3 separate regions of the Mus musculus genome follow, and regions 1 and 3 are each linked to region 2. The links are chromatin contacts, called in public HiChIP or PLAC-seq and Micro-C maps. All regions are on one chromosome and are shown on one strand. The core of a region is the stretch at or near the end of the contact, and the rest is flanking DNA. Distances in the headings are between cores, read along the strand shown.

Region 1 (2,700 bases), core at 50-2,549, 140 kb before region 2:
ACGCCTTTAATCCCAGCACTTGGGTGGCAGAGGCAGGCAGATTTCTGAATTTGAGGCCATCCTGGTCTACAGAATGAGTTCCGGGACTGCCAGGGCTATACAGAGAAACCCTGTCTCGAAAAACAACAACACGACAACAACAACACCACCCCAAAACAACAACAACAAAACCCAAACAAACAAACAAACAAAAAACCCCAAGCAACCGAACAAATAAAAAACCCCCAAAAAACAAATACAAAAATAAAAATTCTTTCTTGCTCCCTTTTCTAACTGAAATGTAGATACCCCAGGGTTACTGCTTTCTTTTGCCTTATCCTGGGGAAGTGGATCCTTCAGGCTCCATGATGTGTGTTCTCTTTACCATCTTCAGCCTGTTTCTGCCACCTCTTCCCTAAACCCATTTACCATATGAAACCCCGATGGTTAATCTTGACGGACAGGATTTAGAATAACCATGTAAACAAACATCTGGGCATGTCTGTGAGATGAGAGACCCACTGAACATGAGTAGCACCATTCCCTGGACTGAGTTCTTGGGCTGAATGAAGAGAAGGAACAGAGCCCTGGCTTGTATTGCTCTCTGCTTCCTGACTGAGTTTGTAATGGAAGCCGCTGCCCCATCCTCTGACCACAGGCCTTGCCTATCATGATGGGCTGCTGTAGACTTGAACTGTGAGCCTATGTAAACTCTCCTTTGCCAGACACCTTGTCACAGCAACGCAATGAGGAGTGACAAACACGCCTGCTGTGTTTCTGTGGTGACCCATGGTCTTCGGCATCCTTCTGCCACACCTCGTGGTTTATCTGGTTTTAACCCTTTCCCCCCACGATATAATTTCATCATTATTGGTCCTCAGCCACCCACCCAGTGGCACTGTCCCAGACTCTGTTATTACCAATTACCTAACCATCACTCATCATCCTGGTTTCAGGTCTTTGGTGACTCAGGTCTTGCTGTTCTTCTAGTTCACCCTGTCTGGCTTTTCTCATACCAGTGCTTACTAAACTAATTGTAATCACACCACGAACTAGGGATTGCTTTTATTGTAATCTTTTCTTTATTGTTCACAGTGTCCCACTGATACTTCATAGAAGAAAATCATAATTCTATTACAAATATTCATGTAACACCTCCCCTCTCCTTCTTGTTACTGTGGAAGACTTCTAATTCCAGATGAATCCAGCTTTCTTTTTTTCCCTGTAAGCACACATCACAGCCACACTGGAGAGCAAGATTCATCGACCTCTCTCTAATTCCTTCCCACTTACCTCGGGCGGGCCCCAATGCTGCCTCACAGAGTGTTCTCTTGCCTGGGTCTGTTCATGTTCCCACTCACCTAGCATGACTAATTGCTACACTCTCTCTCCTCCAGCTAGCTCTGCCATTTCACTGAAAATGTAAAAGGCTTCCTGCATAACATCTCCAACCCTTCCAAGCCATCCCCCTGCCTTCATGTTCCCTCCTAAGCTCCCTTGCTACTGCAGATGACTCAATGCCTTCCTAGGAAAGGTCACCCTTTTATTCATGCCCAAGTCCCATACTCCCCTTCATGAGACACCCTCAGCAAATCTGTCCCCTTGCATCTGAATTACTCCCATCTGCACACAAACATCTGTGATGTTTAATATTGGTCACTAACTAGACAGAATCCATAAAATCACTAGTGACAAGGCTCCTGTCTTAGTCAGGGTTTCTATTCCTGCACAAACATCATGACCAAGGGTTTGACTTCCTTGGTGATGACTTGACCAAGTTGGGGAGGAAAAGGTTTATTCACCTCACACTTCCATACTGCTGTTCATCACCAAGGAAGTCAGGACTAGAATTCAAGCAGGTCAGGAAGCAGGAGCTGATGCAGAAGCCATGGAGGGATGTTCTTTATTGGCTTGCTTCCCCAGGCTTGCTCAGCCTGCTTTCTTATAGAACCAAGACTACCAGCCCAGAGATGGCACCACCCACAAGGGGACCCCCACCCCCATCAATAATTGAGAAAATGCCTTACAGCATGGATCTCATGGAGGCATTTCCTAAACTGAAGCTCCTTTCTCTGTGATAACTCCAACCTGTGTCAAGTTGACACAAAACTAGCCAGTACAGCTCCAGCCTTATCTGGAAGTGAGTTTTTAGATTTGGTTGAGGTAGAACTGCCTACCCTGGACATGGGTGGTAGCGTTCCCAAGGTTGGGGTCCTAGATTTAAAGAGGAAAAGAAAAGGAGAAGCCAGTGAAGTAGCCAGAATTCCCTATTCTCTGCTTCCTGAGTGTGGATGCAACAGGACCTGCTGCTTCAGGTTCTGGCTCCCATGAATTCCCTACCACAATGGACTAGCTGTGCAGTCAGATTATGAGCCAAAAGAACCCTTCTTTCATGAACTTGCTTTTTGTTAGATACTTATTATAGCAGTGAGGAGAGTAATTAATGAAGCATTACAATAACAAGTGAATAGATAAATGAAGGAATAAATAACAGCTTGCACAGGAAAAGAGAGCTCTTGACTCCTTTTGCAGAGACCACCTAATCGTTCTGCCTTTCCTAGACACCTCCCCTTCCCGTCTTAGGCTCCTCCCCTTCCGGTCTTAGGTTCTTCCTCTTCCTGTTCTCCGATCAGACCTCTCCGCATTTTGCTGCAAACAAATTTCTTGTCAGTGATTCTTTATATTGTTCAGACCATTCTCAGCTCTCATTTATTTCTACAT
Region 2 (2,700 bases), core at 152-2,651:
TCCTTCCCTTCTCTCCATCTCTCCTCCCTCTTCTTTCTTCCCTCCTGCTCTGCCTCCCTCCTCTCCTTCCCTCCCTCTGTCTCTCCTTCCTTACCTTCCTCCCTCCATGTATTCTTCTCTCCTGGTTCTGATGAGGAGTTCACCTCTAACTCTCTTTTTCTACGTTTTCATTTCCTCTTATCTACACTTCCTCTATCCCTCCCTCTTATCTCTTCTTCTTTCTTCTTCCTTCCTTCCCTTTCCTTCACCTTCCTCCCTTCTCCCTCCCTTCCTTTTCTTCTTTCTGTTTCCATCCTTCTTTCCTTCTCTTCCTTTCCTTCCTTCCTCTCCTTTACTTCCTTCCTTCCTTATTCCCTCTTCTGTCCTTCCTTCTTTCCTCATTTCTTTCTCTCAACTTTGACATTTTGTGTAAGTATATAGTTTTACATCATTATATTGCATGTTGTACAACCCTGCCTCTGCTCCCCTTTGCCTGCCCCCTCACTAGTCACCTTGTCCTCCTCGACTTTTCTATTCTTCCATGTCAGATGGAAGATGACTTCATGCATTTGAATAAAATACAGGAGGCACAAATGAGAGAAAGCAGGCCATTTTATTATGAATTCTCTTAATATGATTATCTCCAGTTGCGATTATTAGCCTACAAAGGACAACTTCATTCTTCTTTATGGCTGAAAATATTTCTGCTGCATCATGTGGTCAACTCAGGCAATCCTTGTCTACTGTGCCTTCCAAGCCTTCCAACATGATGCTGACCAGAGCTTCTGTGAACTTTGATTGTGGGACATTGGAAGTCCCCTCTTAACACATGCTGTGTAAGGTAGCATGGAGGGCCAGTGCTTAATATTGCTAAATCTGTTGTATCATGTGTTTTCAGAGATGTCACGGGGAGCCTTGTGGGAAGGAAAGAAAGGGGAAGGAAGGGAGGGGGGGGAAGGAAGGAAGGTAAGGGAAGCAAAAAGATAGTTGCCGCTGCCGACTTTGAAGTTCTCTGCCTGCAGTCAGCAGGTCACTGCGTGTAGGAGGACCAGCGTGTGGTGATGCTGAGTCAGATGACACGGCCACGTAGAAGAAAGAAAGTCCAGGGAGTAGTCACAGAACTGAGAGCCTGGCTTTGTAATACCAAGTGTTAGGAGCACAGCCTTGAGCCATAATTGGAAGTTCTTTCAGCCACTGTCACAATCTAATGCTACTAGCCAGCCATGCCCAAAAGTGAGATTTCGATAATTTTTTAAAATTCTAGGGCATGGGTTGAGATAGGAAACTGGGCACCAGAATCAGGAAGCAGATGGAGTGATATGCACTGAATCAGTGTCTGAAATTCTGCCTGCCGCCCAAGTCACTGGAAACCCATTATGTGTGGCATAGATCTTAGTTCCTGGTTCAAAGTCTCCTCTGTGGTTAGATGCCATGCATGAGTCAGTCACACCAACATTCTAGACTTGCATCACATTCCTTAGCCCTTGGTTCTAATTTGAAAAACATCAAGTAGGAAGAGGCTGCTGGTGGGCTGGAGAGATGGCTCAGTTGGTGAGGTGCTTTGTTGACAACTCCAGCCCTGGAGAGGTGGACACAGGCAGGCTCACTGAGCAGCCAGCCTGCTTGCCTTCTTGGGAGTGTCATGCCAGAAAGGGACCCTGCCCCAAAAGAAAGGTAGAGTGTGCCTGTAATATGACATACGATGTTGTCCTCTGGCCTCTGCACTCACTCACACATGCGTGCCTTCACCCTGGCACACACATGTACCAGCATTCACACGAACACACATACGTAACCAAACAGCAAGAAGAAAGATCTATTGACGTTTCCATTTTTTTTTTTTTTTGAGAATGGAGACATCGTCTTCTTTATAGCCAGACCTCCTGGGTTAAAATATCAGATATTTAATGCTTGGTGTCTGTTTTTCTCTCAAACTCAAGAACTGGGAGGCATTAAGAGAGGCAAAACAGGTCTGCTACATTCAGAAATACAACTGAGTTTAAACCAGAGCTGTCCTTTTGTTAGCATGCATTCCTTCTGAAAACAGACTACAGCTGAAGCCATCACACTTCTGAGTTTGTGTTTCACAGAACAAGTCAGTGTTTAGAATTCCTCTGACACAGGTCGTGGTATGGTTGGCTCCCTGTCTCAATACCCTATCCACTGAAGCCTGAAAATCTGAATCCTGTCTCTCCTCAGCAGAATCCACATGCAAACATCTGGATGCAAGGGTACACATCATACCAGAAGTCTTATGGTTGGACACGAAACAAAGACAGGAGAATTCTATGGAAGCACCTGGGTCAGTTAGTCAAGAGCACAGAACACAGTGGGACAGATACAAGAGAGACACGTGACTCAACACGGTGGGACAGATACAAGAGAGACACGTGACTCAACACGGTGGGACAGATACAAGAGAGACATGTGACTTAACACGGTGGGGGAAAAGAACCAAGGCCCCCAAATTGTCTTCTGACTTCATCCCATGTCCTGTGGCACACCCGTGCTTGAACACACATATACACACAGAATAAATAAGTAGATGCACACACAGACGACTTCCCTTGACTCAAGGAATGCCATTGGCTACATTTTCATGTTCAAGGTTAACTTTTAACTTGCATAACATTCCACACTCGTCGAGGGGATATTTGTTAAATGCCAATCTGTTTGTTTTTGACGGGGCTCACTGTGAAAATGATTTGCAAGAGTGTGATC
Region 3 (2,700 bases), core at 96-2,595, 140 kb after region 2:
AAAGAAGAGGCAGGGAGAGAAGGAGAAGGAGTGCAAGGGAGAAAAGGAGAGAGAGAGAAGCGGGAAGAGAGGGAAAGGACAGAGAGAAAGAGAAAGAAGAAAGGAGAGAAAGGTGGCGAGAGAGGGAGAGCATGGCCTGCTTGCTTCTTTAGGTTGTAAAAGTCTCTGGCCTCTTTCAGTAACCAGCATCTTCAAGGGACATAATGTAGCAGAAATAACACCTGAATGTACAGGGCAGTGGGGAGAGAGAATAGGGAAGCCACTGGCCTATTCTGGTATTCTGAACTTCATGTGGCTATTTGCTTTAAGGCTGATATGCTCCAGGAATGAGTCACCACTCCTATGAAAGTGTCAAATTGTAAATGGCTAGATATTTGGATCACAGCTAATGCAGGGTAACGGAACTCAGTTCAACTTTATTGCTTTTCTCTAAGAGGCCAACCAACAGGTTTGGGGTCGGTCAAGATTATTCCTGGCATGTGGGGGTTGAACAGTGGGGCGAGGAGCTCAGCTTCGCTTTCATCTTTAACTGCCCCACTTCCTTTAGAACCCCTCAGCAGATGGCAAGATAATCTGTCTGGTTCCTTGTAGCGTCTTGTGATCTCTCCCTAAGTGTGAGCCGGCCGGCTCCAGATCCTGTTCAAAGACTCAACTTTCAAAGCAAATATACACACAAGGCAGGGGTATTTTCGAAAACAAAGGTTATCATGTTTCCCCGAGGGGGACAGAAGAGCACGGGGAATGCTGGGAATAGAGTAAGTTCAGTTCACATGGCAGGATCCCTTAAAGATTGCATCCTGGAAAATGTATGACCAAACTGAACAGCAGCCAAGGGGAATAAGTGGGGTGGAGAAGAGAGAAACTCAGATGAAAGCCAGGAGAAAGGAAATGTTTCAGCAGAGGCTGAAGGTTCAAGGGATGTGTCCAGAGGCAGGATTCTGTGTCAACTGCTGACTGAACCAAACTTGTGCAGTAAGGACACACACACACACACACACACACACGCACACACGCACGCACGCACGCACGCACGCACGCACGCACGCACGCACGCATGCACGCGCGCACATACACACAGACATGCACGCATAGAAGCATGCCCCACCCTTGGAGGGAGAGAATGTCGTATTTCATCTCTTGCTGTGGAATGTAGCGGCTGATAAAACAGCAGACAATATTTCTGAGAACAGAGACAGCCTGTCTGAACCCAGCTCAACTTCTCCTTCTTATCACTTTGTGAAAACATGCTATCTTCAAGAGCCAAATTAGCTTTTCATGATACGGCTTCTTGGCAGCTCACACTGAGCGTCGGAGGGTTGAATGGGAATGACTAAGCGGTTTCATGAGCCAACTTCTTCCCAGATCTACTGCCTTGATGGGTTTGGTGTCAGTCAGACATGTAGGACCTTTGTTCCTTCAGAGACGACGAGATCTCTAGAAAAGTTAATTTTATTCTGAGAAAGACATGAGCAGGGGAGTCACAAAATGGGCCACAGGGTACTCTGTGGTGAGGAACTAGTTGACTATGCACACATGAGTGTTCTTCATTTTCTGTTTAGAATATTCCAGATTAGGATATATTTAGTGCAATCAGGATGAAGTCAGGAGTTAAAGAAAGTAAAGCTTGTCTCAGATGTTAGAAAGAATATTCAAATTTTATTTTTATGATTTTTTTCTACTACCACTAAGTTTCTCTCTCTCTCTCTCTCTCTCTCTCTCTCTCTCTCTCTCTCTGTGTGTGTGTGTGTGTGTGTGTGTGTGTGTGTGAGAGAGAGAGAGACAGACAGACAGACAGACAGACAGATAGACAGACAGACATGTGGAGGTCAGAGGACAATCGGCAGCATTTAGTCCTCTCCTTTTATCACATGGATTCTGCTCCTGAACTCAGGTCCTCTGACCGGGTGCCACGAGCCTTCCCTGCTGAAACAGCTCACTTGTCCTTCCTGGCGCATTTCTATCTGGGTAGGGAGTTGTCCTCACAGAGCTACAGGATGCTTAGATTTTCGTGGAAGCTTTGTTTCATTCATCAGTTTTCTGTTAGATAGAAATAAAAGGTTGTCAAAGATCACAACCAAAATATAAACTGCCAACGTCTAATGTTTGTGATTTACGGCGTGAATGAAGAGGGTGTCTGACAGCGGCCTCATTCACCGATACCCTCTTCCTTGTGAGCTCTGCAGAGTCTGAAATGAGGATTCTTGCTCCCAATGTTTCCTGACTAGTGAAACACTCTTCAGTTAATGGAGCCCTACTCTTTTATTTTGTTTTCTTATCGTTTTAATTCCTGTATGGTGTATGTGCTATGTGTGCACACATGTATGTGTGTGCACACAACTCTTCTAGCTTTCAGTGGTAATTTTTAATCAATATTTGTATACAGATAACTGTACTACTTTCAATATGGCACACCCCAACTTAATATATTTAAGGTGAAGCTTAGGTTGCCATTTAATCTCTATTAAATATCCCTCCCCCCCCCCAAACAATGAAGTCCATTTTCTCTTCCAGAAGGAGAGTCTCGGTCCCTGTCATTTCCCATCACAAACAGTTATGATAAAAACGTCCTGCCAAAACAACTTAATAGAGAAAGGCTTTATTTACACTGACAGCCCATCAAGGCAGGGAAATCAAGGTGTCAGGAGACAGAAGCAGCTGCTCTCATCACACGCACGGTCAGGAGGCAGAGAGTGATGCAGG

What was found. Hi-C and Micro-C count contacts between places; a contact is called where the count stands out from the background. HiChIP or PLAC-seq counts read pairs in DNA pulled down with a chosen protein or histone mark.
Region 1: a Micro-C map of muscle stem cells shows a contact between it and region 2, with 4 times the contacts expected there. The contact joins two enhancer-like sites. A contact is called at or near these places in 3 of 484 Hi-C or Micro-C datasets (muscle stem cells, myocytes and nephron progenitors) and 1 of 115 datasets of contacts at active chromatin or transcription factors (pancreatic cancer cells).
Region 3: a FOXA1 HiChIP or PLAC-seq map of pancreatic cancer cells shows a contact between it and region 2. The contact joins two enhancer-like sites. A contact is called at or near these places in 2 of 484 Hi-C or Micro-C datasets (nephron progenitors and uterus) and 2 of 115 datasets of contacts at active chromatin or transcription factors (heart atrium and pancreatic cancer cells).

What each region holds. Positions count from the first base shown.
Region 1 is chr9:117,150,805-117,153,504 of GRCm38.p6, reverse strand. The region is part of intron 1 of Rbms3 (RNA binding motif, single stranded interacting protein); the gene reads left to right. Among named protein-coding and RNA genes, the nearest start is that of Gm39452, 42 kb to the left of the region's middle. Within about 2 kb of position 1,299, at least 25 of the 459 cell types and tissues checked have an H3K27ac peak or open chromatin away from gene starts, as enhancers often do. A contact at or near this core is called in muscle stem cells and pancreatic cancer cells, where this site is marked.
Region 2 is chr9:117,015,487-117,018,186 of GRCm38.p6, reverse strand. All of the region lies in intron 3 of Rbms3 (RNA binding motif, single stranded interacting protein), which reads left to right. Among named protein-coding and RNA genes, the nearest start is that of Gm39452, 180 kb to the left of the region's middle. Within about 2 kb of position 1,401, at least 46 of the 459 cell types and tissues checked have an H3K27ac peak or open chromatin away from gene starts, as enhancers often do. A contact at or near this core is called in muscle stem cells and pancreatic cancer cells, where this site is marked.
Region 3 is chr9:116,871,751-116,874,450 of GRCm38.p6, reverse strand. The region is part of intron 4 of Rbms3 (RNA binding motif, single stranded interacting protein); the gene reads left to right. Among named protein-coding and RNA genes, the nearest start is that of Gm39452, 320 kb to the left of the region's middle. Within about 2 kb of position 1,345, at least 94 of the 459 cell types and tissues checked have an H3K27ac peak or open chromatin away from gene starts, as enhancers often do. A contact at or near this core is called in pancreatic cancer cells, where this site is marked.